Linked DNA regions of Macaca mulatta: region 1 is linked to region 2. A link is a contact called in public Hi-C data. All regions are on one chromosome and are shown on one strand. The core of a region is the stretch at or near the end of the contact, and the rest is flanking DNA. Distances in the headings are between cores, read along the strand shown.

Region 1 (6,317 bases), core at 2,031-4,530, 160 kb before region 2:
GAGTCTTGCTCTGTCACCCAGGCTAGAGTGCAGTGGCATGATCTCAGCTCACTTCAACCTCTGCCTCCTGGGTTCAAGTGATTCTCCTGCGTCAGCCTCCCAAGTAGCTGGGATTACAGGCATGTGCCACCATGCCCAGCTAATTTTTGCATTTTTAGTAGAGATGGGGTTTTGCCATGTTGGCCAGGCTGTTCTCAAACTACTGGCCTCATTTTCATTTTCAAAAATGAAAGCAACAGAATAACATGATCTATACAGTGGTACACAACCCTTTGCCCAGCCCAGTGTAATAAGAATAAAACATGAAATAAATAAAACAAACAAACGAAACTGCTACTTGTCACCCTCTAGTGTTTTCTGAGACAGCACATATACCACAGTTGAATTCAGGCATATTGAATGTGTACATGATGTGACTGGTGACTACTGAAATAAGGAAGATGCTGAGCAAAGTAACAGCATTAAAAAAAAAAAAAAACAAAACCCAGGAGTGTGATGGATTGAGGTAGTGAACAAATGAATAGGGTAGAAAGAAGGTAGAGAAGAGAAAGTATTTGAAGTGGCCTCAGGGTTTCAAAAATTCCAAGGATAATGGTGTTCCTGCCATCCACTTGTTGACACAGCTGGCAGTGTTCTGCACGCAAAAGTTTCTCGTTTTTACCTGGACAGCAGGTTAGTACAGAGTCACCCTCACTGTCTTAAGTGTTTACTGCTCCCATCAGCTGGTGTTTGAAGAACCCAGACGGCTCTCAAGCAGAGGATACACCCAGGACTGAGCCCCCTTCATTGACAGATACTCAGCATCTCAGTTCTGAGAATACCCACCTGTATTCTGTGACGCAACTGTTGAAATTTCTCTTTTACTTTAGTGTTCAGTTCAGTAAGAGCACTTAAGGGTCCTGAACAATCACGGATATCCTAGGAGACATTGAACAGATGAAAGGCCTTTCTTAAGGCAATGAAATGAAATGACACCATCCATACAGTGAGAGAGTTGGTTTAGACCAACTAATATTAATGTACTGATACTGACTATAATTCATCCTGATCTTTGCTGTTTACCTCTGCAACACAAGCAAAAACATTATCATTGGCATTTTTCTCATTCCTCTTTAGATTAATGTTGAATTAATATAAAAGCCTAGAAAGAAACACAACTGCTTTGACCTAATTTTTAGTGCCTAAATTTTAACAAAACATTACCTGGCCAGTATGAAAAAGCTTAAAACAGCTTATATGCCCAACAAGAATGGACATGCGAAAGTAATACTATAACTTTAGAACCTTAGATCCTTTCAACTTGTAAGATGAGGATGTTTAAAGATCTGGCCTCATATGATGAGATTAACTTTTTCAGTGTGATTTTACAAACCGTCAGTGATATTTAGAGTGTTTATATAAACATGTTTAAGGGCAGATTTAGAATCTGTTGCTGGACATTCAGAATTACTGGTGCCAGTTTTCAGAGCAGGCTCTGGAGACAGACCATGTGGATTCGAATCCTGGCTGTAGCAACTTATTAGCTGTGTAAAGTTACCTGGAAAGTTATTTAAATTCTCTGTGTCTCAGTTTCCTCATCACAACCCTACTTACCTCAGAGAACATCATAGATTATGTGTGTATGTAAAGCACTTAGCAGAGCTGCTGGAACACAGTAAGGGTGCACTACATCCAGCTATAATCAATCTTTCTCATCAGCAATCACAAGAACCCAAATGTTAGAAAGAGTACAGAAGGGTGCCTAAGCAATTTAGATTATGTGAAAATGTGATTTCATTTGTATGAAACCTAAGTTTATTTTTCTATAACTGGCCCAGAAGTTTTGTAATGTATACATCAGAGAAGTGAAGTTCGAGAAGTTTTAAATATCTGCATCAAATTTCACTTTTTCTCTGGTTATTAATTTAATCACACTTCTTTGCACCATATTTGTTTATTCTGCATCTAATTTGGTTTATTCTGCATCTGGTTTATCTGGGGAGCCCTACTTTCCTGCACTTTTTGCCACCCCTCGTTACAAACTCTGAGTCTACATCTAATGTTTAGTGACTTTGTTGAAAATGATTTGCTTTAAAAACCAAGGTTTAGGCCGGGCGCAGTGGTTCACACCTGTAATCCCAGCACTTTGGGAGGCCGAGGCGGGCAAATCACGAAGTCAGGAGATCAAGACCATCCTGGCTAACACGGCGAAACCCCGTCTCTACTAAACAAAATACAAAAATGAGCTGGGCGTGGTGGCGGGCCCCTGTAGTCCCAGCTACTCGGGAGGCTGAGGCAGGAGAATGCCATGAAGCCGGGAGGCAGAGCTTGCAGTGAGTAGATCGCGCCACTGCGCTCCAGCCTGAGCGACAGAGCGAGACTCCGTCTCAAAAACAAACAAAAACAAAAAACAAAACAAAACAAAACAAAAAAACAAGGTTTAAAACTCTTGGTTTCTTTTTGCTAAACTCATGGAACCGTGTCTACATTCCTAATTCTTGTCTACGTCAACTCGTTTATTTTACCTCTACCCTTAAATGGCTTAAGGCGAAAACACCTCATTTCCTCTCTGTTCAAACGGGGTAACACTCTAAGGTGTTATTCCTAGGTTGACTTTCCCAGTCCAGGTCCCAGTTTTGCCATTGACCCAGGCCTGCCTTCTAACCTAGGCCTTGGCGCCGTATTCGATTTCCTCAAGCATAAAATCACAACTACGGTCCAGGTTACATTCGTTTCACCTGGTGCCTCCCGAGCCAGGTGCCCTTGGATGCCAGGGGAGCTGGCCAGCAGGGGGCGGGGCTAGCTGCCTACCGGGCGCTACCAGAGAATGGGGAAGCAGCGTCAGAGGGCGGGGCCAAGCAGGGTGGCAGGTAGGTTGTGAGGAGGTCAGGGGCGGAGCGACGACCAGGACTGCAAGTGGAAGTGGCAAAGCCGAGCCTCGAAGCAGTAGCTGGGTCAGGGGCGGAGAACAGTTGGGTGCTCTGGAGATGGGCGATCCGGCGGCACCCGGAAAAAGGATCAAGGCCAGCAGTCACGGGGACACAACCAAATGGGGACCAGGGCGGGTAGCCGGTCATGGGGCGGAGCCGGTGGCCTGGGAAACCAAGTGGGGAAAGTTCGGGAGTGACACTACCGAGCTCACAGACCAGCAGAGCTTGGGTTAGGGCTGCTGGAGCCTGGCAGGGGTCCCGGGATCAGTACCTGAATAAGCGCCTTCACCTCCAGGTCAAATTTGACAATCTCTTGGTTACAGATCCGGACGTGGACATCTTGGGGAGCCGCCATGTTGGGGACGCCGGTTACGGGCGGCGGCAGGGCCCAAGTTCAAACGCGTTTTCGCACCGCCTTCTCGCCCTCCCCGCCCAGTCTCGGGGCAGCGCCCCCTAGAGACCGGCGAAAATGGCAAGCTTGGGTCCCTGCCGCAGAGTTGGGACTTTCCCTGACACGTGTAGGGAAATCAGCCTCTCCTCTTGGTATGGCCTTAATACCATGGAGAGGAAGAGAAGAGGGAATATCAATAATGCTTCACAGTGGTCTCTTTCCATCTTCCTTCTGTCAGGCATTCTAATAACTATGTATTTTTTGCATAGAAAAAAAAGACTGGAAGAAAAGTATCAATTGAGATGTCTCTGGAAAGTACAAGTGACAATTTTTTGTTTCTTCAAACTTTCTTATATTTTTAATATTTTCTACAGTGAGTATAAATTGTGGAGTAAAAGAGAAAATGATAAATGTTATGTATTTTTTAAAGTATGGAGTTCAGTAGAGTCAGTAGAGTACTTCCTATCACTCCAACACATGATCTGAGGGATCTTTGTAAAACACGAAATTGATCAAGTCGCCTCCCTGTATGCAGCCCTTCTATGGCTTCTGGTGGTTCCCTTTTGTATACAACTGGATTTATTAAATCTACCTTGCTGGGGTAGTTTTGATGGATTTACGTAGTTTTGATGGATTTACGTAGTTTTGATGGAAATGTCAGAGGAAACCCTCAACAAATGGTGGCTCTTTTATTTTTGTTAGTAAATAATCCAAGTTTCTTAGCTGGTCCTCAAGGTCATCAGCCACCCCACCCTGCGCCCTTCCTGGATTGCTCAAGCTCTTTCTGGATGTGTAGCCTTAGAATGTGGTGTTCCCTCTCCCTGGAAAGCTTTTCCCCGACTCGACCCCACTCCATCTGCTTTTGTTCAGGTCACTTCAGCAAGAATAGATTGTGAGGACCTAAATGCTTAGGACCTGAATGTTCATCTCTCTTAATCCTCACAACCACCCTTGAAATTGCACTACACTAGTATCACACTTCAGGAGATGAGCTGAAAGTAGATTAAAATAACCACCAATCAACCCTGTCGCAAGATTACCTATCTTGAAAGTGGCACAGCCTCTACTGAAAGCCATCTTTTCCCCAAAAAATCAATATGGCTCCCACCTGTTGTAAGCAGGGCTCTGTGCTTGTCTGTGTTCCTACAGGCCTCTACACACCCTCTCGTAAGGTATTCATCACCCCACTGCACCTAATAGAGAGGCAGTGTATCCCAGGCTTGGCATCTGCCTGGGCTCAAATCCTGTCCACAGCACTGCATGCCTGTGCTTCAGTCTCCTCAGAGGCTAACTGGTGATAATCAATAGCACCTACTTCACAGATTGGATAATTAAATGAGATAATACATGAAAAGCACCAAGCACAGTGTGCTAATGTGGCATATGGTAAGATCTCAGTGCCCGTTAGCTGCTGTTATTCTACTACTAGCCAACATTTTGGGAGCACTTCCTATGTGCCAGGAACTTTGTACTAAGTGCTTCATGTGTGTCTCGCTTAAGTCTCACAACTCTGTGAGATAAAAACGGGGCAGAGAGGAATAATGACTTGCCCACAGCAAATGGAGTTGCTAGGTCAAAGGATATATGCATTTAAAAATTCTGACGTATTACCAAATTGCTCTTCCTAGGGATTATGTCAATCCAAACTCCCTCCAGCAACATGGCATAAATGCCCGTTTCCCGTGGCCTCGTCAACATGATAGGTTAACAAACATTGGAAGTTTTGCCGATCTGATTAGGTGAAAAGGGCTTCTTTAGTTTGCACTTATCTGACCATGAAGGAGGCTGAGAAACTCTACCTATGCTTCAGAGCTATTTGTATTTATTCTGTTGTCTGCTCCTTGTTCTATTGGGTTGTTGGTTTTCATATCCGTTCCCAGGAACTCCATATATTAGGAGGATTAGTCCTTAGAGATGAGTTTCAAAGCTTTTCTATTTTCATTTTTTTTTTTTAAGACATCTACAGCCTTAAAAAGTCTATAGAATTTTGATTTGGCTTATGGTGTTTTGGTATTAAACATTTTGTTAATCTTGTTTTACACTGAATTTATCAATCTTCATTTATGATTCCTGGATTCAGGGTCCAAGTTGGAAAAGCCTTCTCCACTTACAGGGATTTAAAGGAATTGCCCACATTTCCTTATAGTGTTTTTATGGGTGGTTTTTTGTGACTTTTTTTTTTTTACACTTAGATCTTTATCTATTTTGAAATATATGTTGGCTTATGGTGTGAGATATACACCCAATTTTACTTTTTCGGGAGGTTACTCAGTTATTCCAATACTATTTAATGAAGAGTCTACCTTTTTCTCACTGGTTCTGGATGCCACATTTGCCATACTAAATTGTCGTGTATATTTGAGTCTACTTTTAGACCTTCTATTCTGCTTGACTGGCCTATTCATGCATCAAAATGAGTTTTAACTACTATGGTTTTATAATGACTTTTAATATCTGCTAGGATTAAATACCTCTTTCCCTTGTCCCCCGCATCACTGCCCCCTCACCCCCACTGCCTACCAGCATCTTCCAGCGATTTTATCCCTGCGTAAACTTTTTTATAACCTCTTGGTATGTTTTCTTAGGATGACATTACACTTTTTAGCAACATTTTATTTTTAATTTAACTTAGCACTGTTAGTTTTATGTCACTGCTCCTGTTTAAGAACTTGGTGTATCTTTCAATTTATTTCAGTTTCCTTCTGTGTCCTTCACAGTACTTTCAAAGTTTTCTTTATCCTAGGCCTTGTATACATTTTCTATTATTAGTTATTAAGTTATTCTATAAAGTTTATTCCTGGTAATATTTTAAGGTTAAAACCTTGTGAAGAAACTGAGGTTTACTTTCTTCAGGTCACTCCAGTGTTTTGGATACTCACATAGAAGCTCCCTATTTAGGACAGCAGAGAAGCCCCAAAGCCAGCAGCAGTTGGCAGACTTGCGCATATGCCCTTAGGATCCTTTCACATCATGCTTCTTGTTGGATATTCAACGTATGCAATCAACAGTCCCCAGTT
Region 2 (6,247 bases), core at 2,287-4,786:
GATGTTATGGCAGGGGGCCGGGTGTGGCAGCTCACACCTGTAGTCCCAGCATTTTGGGAGGCTGAGGCAGGTGGATCACCTGAGGTCAGGAGTTTGAGACCAGCCTGGCCAACATGGTGAAACCCCTTCTCTACCAAAACCACAAAAATTAGCCAGGCATGGTGGTGGGCACCTGTAATCCCAGCTACTCGGGAGGCTGAGGCAGGAGAATTGCTTGAATCCGGCAGGCAGAGGTTGCCGTGAGCCAAGATCGTGCCACTGCACTCCAGCCTGGACAACAGAGTGAGTGTCCGCCTCAAAAAAAAAAAAAAAAAGTTATAGCTGGGAATCCAGATGTTTAAATACAAATAGAATCAAGGGTCACCATCGATCACTTCAGGCACATGGAACAGTTTATTTTTTCCCAGATTTCTTAATTCCGCCTATGACCAGGGGCCCCTTCCCCATGGCCTTCACTTTCGGCTCCTCCAGTTTCTTCTGCTCCTCTTTTTGTTTAAAAAACGTATCTTCCAGCCGGGAGTGGTGGCTCATGCCTGTAATCCCAACACTTTGGGAGGTCAAGAGATCCAGACCATCCTGGCCAACATGGTGAAACCCCGTCTCTACTAAAAATACAAAAATTAGTTGGGCATGGTGGTGCGCGCCTGTAAACCCAGCTACTCGGGAGGCTGAGGCAGGAGAATTGCTTGAACCCGGGAGGCGGAGGTTGCAGTGAGCCGATATCATGCCACTGCACTCCAGCCTGGCAACAGAGTGAGACTCTGTCTCAAAATGCTTCTTGGGCTGTTTCAGGGGCTTCTTCCTGCCATCTATGAAGGTGGACATGGTGCCTGCAGCCTCTTCCCCAGACTCTGCCACTGGTCTTGTTTCGTTTTTGAAGAGACAGGGTCTCACTGTTGCCCAGGCTGGAGTACAATAGTGTGATCATACTGCATCCTGGAACTCCTGATCTCAAACACTCCTCCTCACTCGGCCTCCCCAATAGCTAGGACCACAGGTGTGCAACACCATGTCCAACTAATTTAAAAAAATTTTTTTGAGAGATAGGGTCTCGCTATGTTGCCCAGGCGGGCCTCAAGCAATCCTCTTGTCTGGCTTCCCAAAGTGCTGCATATGATAAGTGTGAGCCACCCTGCCCAGCCTTGCTTGTGTTTTAAGCCAAGTTAGTACAAAAGAGTCGAAAAGTTAAAAAGAATTCGAAAGTTTAAGTAAAAAAGTTACAGGAAGCTAAGGTTAATTTATTTTTGAAGAAAGAAAAACATGTTTTCAGAAATTTCATGTAGCCTAAGTGTACAGTGTTTCCAAAGTCCATCACAGTGTACAGCAATGTCCTGGTTCTTCACATTCACTCACCAGTCACTGACTCACCCACAGCAACTTCCAGTCCTGCAAGCTCCATATCATTGTGTTACATTTGCCTATACAGTATTTAAGGACAGTAACATGCTGTACAGGTGTGAAGCCTAGAAGCAACAGGTTCTACCATATAGCCTAGGTGCGTAGTAGGCTGTACCATCTGTTTGCATAAGTAAACTCTTTGATGTTCACACAAAAGCCCTACTAACACATTTCTCAAACGTATCCCTTTTGTTAAGTGACACATGTCTATATATCACTAGCTGGTCAAATACCTGAATCATGACACTCACTAGGGCTAGAAACTGAGTGGAAATAGGATGGATTTCATTACCCTGGATAATGGCAATGACATCCAAAGGAAGGCGAGAGAGTGCTCTTTAAGAAAGGAATTGTCACTGCTATCAAAGCAGCACTTTGTTGTTCTCTAACTCCAGTAGCAAAAACAAGTCTAATTAAATTTGGTTAATACAATTGCTTTAATAATGCCAGAATTCTGACTCTGTTCATCAACCTCTATAGGTAGGGGAGATGATCCCATATAGGTGGTGTTACCAGGGAGGAGGAACTTGATACTTAAAAACGATAAAAATTCACCTACCATGTTTCTTTTCTTAAAAAAAATATAATTTTAAACTAATAAAGCAAATGTATTCCAGGTAGCAAAAGGGGTTAAGGTCACAAAATACTAGGGAAGTAATAAAAATCTTTTTCTTTTTCTTTTTTTGAGACGGAGTCTTGCTGTCACCCAGGCTGGAGTGCAGTGCAGTGATCTCTGCTCACTGCAAGCTCCGCCTCCCGGGTTCACGCCATTCTCTGGCCTCAGCCTCCCAAGTAGCTGGGACTACAGGCGCCCGCCACCACGCCCGGCTAATTTTTTGTATTTTTAGTAGAGACGGGGTTTCACCATCTTAGCCAGACTGGTCTCGATCTCCTGACCTGGTGATCCGCCCGCCTCGGCCTCCCAAAGTGCTAGGACTACAGGCGTGAGCCACCGCGCCCGGCCACAAATCTTTTTCTTTTAATAAAGACAGTAGAACTATCCACTCAACAGGTATTTACTGGGTGCCTCCTGTGCATACAAGGTACTGTGAAAACCAGGCACTATGAAGCCACCAATTAAGTTGAAGGAATAAAGCAAGAGATGGTGTTTCTGACAAACTGACTTCAGTCGAAGTTTCACCTCTCATCATCTTGAACTGAGAAAAAAATGACTAAAAAGCAAAAGAGGAACCAGAAAGAGGGCGTTCCAAGGCTCCTTTGAAGATTAAGGCTCATTTTATACTACGGTTAAAAAGTTTAATTCCAAAATAGACAAAGCTCTATCCAACAAAGAAGTCTGAAAAAAAAAAAAAATCTTTCCTAGCCAATCATTCTAAGGATTTCTCACACTCACATACAAGGGCCGGAGCGCCCTCCAAAAGGTATGACGCAGCTTTCTCAACAATACCTCCTGCTCTTTGGTAATTAATCTCGCTTTAGATCAGGCCCCAACCGCCTCCTGGAGCCCACTAGATGCAAGCCTGGGCTCAATGTCGTCCAACGAGCTTGTTCTGTACGCAACAGCATGGGAGGCAGGGGGGCAATTTCTGTTTTATTTATTTGATCCTTAAGTTCAGGCAAACGAGGCCTCATGTGGGTGGAAGGCAGGGCTAAAGGGGGAAGAGTCGACTGGGGACAAGCCCCAGTGTCTCCCAGATTCGGCCTGCTCATTTCCGACTGCACCTCCCCACACAGGACTATGATGAGAAAAAAATTCCCCTGAAACTCGTTTCCAAGGAAGGTCCACCAAAGGTCACCCTCCACTCGCTCAGGCCGGAGGACACTGAAGCTGCTGCGAAAAGGAACACAAAGAGTTCCGCCGGGGCGAGGGCCTGACTCTGCAGCGCGGGGGGCGCCCATGCAACGTTCTCTGACCCGTGTGGGGATCGTGCTTTCCCCCGCCCCGGCCTGCTCGCTCCTCACCGCGCGTTCCTCCCAAGGCGGGCCTCGTGCACTTACCCCCGGTTAGGACCCTTAGGGATGAACCAAGGCACCAAGAAGCCGACGAAGCCCCAGAACACGCTCATCACAATGAGAGGCACCGTGAGGCCTTGATACGCCATGGTCACCGCCTGAGCGCCTGCCCCTACCCCGCCGCCTCACTCGGATCCCACCAGGAAGTGTCAATAGCTGACCACGTGACCAGCGTGCGCAGGCCCCGCCTCCCGCGCCCCTACGTGACCTGCGCGCCGGCCTCCGCCCCTCGAGGAGCCCGGAGGCAGAGCCCCGCCTTCGCCTGGCTGTCTCCTGGCTGCAGCTCCTTAGAGGCATGTCGCTCACCCCAGAGCCAGGGGTTCGGTCACCACGGGCTCAGGAAAGTGTTCTGATGCGAACTTGGCCCTTTTAGACAAAGAGTGTAGTTATTTACAGCCTCGTCTACTTATGCAACAGACATAGAGAACTTAACAATAGTTCTGTATTACTATTCTGAATTCCCGTGTGCCTGGCATTGGGTCATGATCTTTAAGTTCATGAACCCAAGGCCGGGGGCGGGGGCTCACGCCTGTAATCCCAGCACTTTGGGAGGTTGAGGCAGGCGGATCACTTGAGGTCAGGAGTTCGAGACCAGCCTGGCCAACATGGTGTAACCCTGTCTACTAAAATACAAAAATTAGCCGGGTGTGGTGGCGCACGCCTGTGGTCCCAGTACTCAGGAGGCTGAGGCAGGAGAATCGCTTGAACCCTCGGGAAGTGGAGGTTGCAGAGAGCTGAGATCCTGCCACTGCACTCCAGCCTGGGTGACAGAGCAAGACTCTGTCTCAAAAGAAAAAAAGAAAGTGCATGAACCTGTGTTGAACTCCTTACTTCAGCCTATGAGGTAATTGTAATTATTATTCCCACTTTGCAGTTGAAGAAACTGAGGCCCAGGGAGGAGACTAAGGATCTTGCCCAAAGTCACATAGTAAGTGGCAAGGCCAGGATTCAACCCCTGATGATCTGATTTTCAAGGCCAGAGCTCTTAACTAGTGCACCACTGTTTATCTTGTGCATTGTGCCAGGTTCTGGAGTTACAGAAGTCAATCAGGCACCCCTGAGGGAGTTCACATTCTGGGGAGCAGATGGCCTTGCAAACAGGCCACTCAATGCGTGTGAAAGTAAGTGGACGACCCTGCAAGGCTTTCCACCCAACTAGTCCTCGCTGAGCCTTGAAAGACAAGTAGAAATTAGCCAGAATAGTAAGAAGAAAAACAGGTCATTCGTGGTGGCTCACACCTGTAATGCCAGCACTTCAGGAGGATGAGGCGGGCAGATCACCTGAGGTCAGTAGTTCGAGACCAGCCTGGGCAACATGGTGAAATCCCATCTCTACTAAAAATACAAAAATTGGCCAGGTATGCACCTGCAGTCCCAGCCACTCAGGAGGCTGAGGAACGAGAATCGCTTGAACCCCTGGGAGGCAGAGGTTACAGTGAGCTGAGATTGTACCACTGCACTCCAGCCTGGGCAACAGAGTGAGACTCTGCCTCAAAAAAACAAAACAAAAAAGTAAAACAGTTTTGTTTGCTTTTGTTTTTTTTTTTTTTTTTTTGAGACAGGGCCCTGCTCTGTCACCCAGGCTGAAGTGCAGTGGTGCTCCATAGCTCACTGCAGCCTGGAACTCCTGGGCTCAAGCCATCCTTCTGCCTCAGCCTCCTGAGGAGCTGGGACTACAGGTGTGCACCACCACACCTGGCTAATTTTAAAAATTTTTTGTAGAGAGAGAGCCTCGCTATGTTGCCCCGGCAGGTCTTAAACTCCTGGCCTGAAGAGATCCTTCACCTCAGCCTCCCAAAGTGCTGCAATTACTGGCATAAGCCACCGTGCTGAGCTGATAAACAGGGCTTATAACACTTGCTGAGAATTTTCACATGTTAGTTATAGTATGCGCCAAGCTTGGAATAGACAAGGAAGCCAGTTCTCAGAGAGGTTGAGGAGCTTGATGATAAAGCTTACAGATGAAAGCAAGATAGAAAGCAGGTCTATAAATGCAATGTGCTTTACCAGGGACCATGGTTTCCTTGCAATAGCCATATTGCGTTACCTCCTGATTTCTTTCATCAAGTAGAATGGATTCCTGTTATTAAATGGGAAACTGGACCAATAATCTTCAACATCTGCACCAACTTTTCAGACATGATTCTAAGCCTCTAACCTGATCAGCAATGTAGGAAACTAATTTGTCTCCTTTGTGCTCATAATGCTTCCCCAAAACTTAGCCCCAGCAGAAATCCTATGGTCCTTAAGTTCTAGTCCAAGCACCACCTTCTCCAAGACCTATTTCATCCTGCTAGTGCATCTCTTTGGCCTTGTTGTATATGTATCTTGACCAACGCTCTACTAGAGGGCCAACTCCTTGAGAATAGGCACTGTTTCACTGATCTTTGTTTCTGGGAGGACTTTATACATAGAATGTGCTCAGTAAATAATTGTGCAATTGAATTGAGTAGCTAAGAAGGGTGAGGTCAGTCAGAACAAAATTAGAGAAAGAAGTTCATTTCTACTTTCCACTTGAACTTTAACTTGAACTTCAGCTCATTTCTCCCTCCCTCCCTCCCTCCCTCCCTTCCTCTCTCTCTCTCTCTTTTTTTTTTGGGTGGAATCTCGCTGTGTTGCCCCGGCTGGAGTGCAGTAGCACAACGTTGGCTCACTGCGACCCCCACCTCCCAGGTTCAAGCGATTCTACTGCGTCAGCCTCCTGAGTAGCTGGGATTACCGGCGCCCTCCACCACACCCGGCTGGTTTTTTTGTTTGTTTGTTTGTTTTGTTTTTGTATTTTTAGTAGAGACGGGGTTTCACCATGTTGGCCAGTCTGGTCTCAAAGTCCTGACCTCAAGTGATCCGCTTGCCTCGGCCTCCCAAAGTGCTGGGA

The links. A called contact is a pair of places that touch in the nucleus more often than the background predicts.
Region 1: a Hi-C map of cortical neurons shows a contact between it and region 2, with 3 times the contacts expected there. The contact joins the promoter of BNIP1 here to the promoter of ATP6V0E1 in region 2. A contact is called at or near these places in 3 of 14 Hi-C or Micro-C datasets (CD4 T cells, cortical neurons and liver).

What each region holds. Positions count from the first base shown.
Region 1 is chr6:182,024,065-182,030,381 of T2T-MMU8v2.0, reverse strand. It overlaps BNIP1 (BCL2 interacting protein 1), which reads right to left and starts at 3,280. Exons shown (of 6, transcript XM_001096579.5): 1 at 3,181-3,280; 2 at 826-918. The coding sequence starts at 3,264.
Region 2 is chr6:181,864,424-181,870,670 of T2T-MMU8v2.0, reverse strand. It overlaps ATP6V0E1 (ATPase H+ transporting V0 subunit e1), which reads right to left and starts at 3,536. Exons shown (of 4, transcript NM_001261126.1): 1 at 3,358-3,536. The coding sequence starts at 3,461.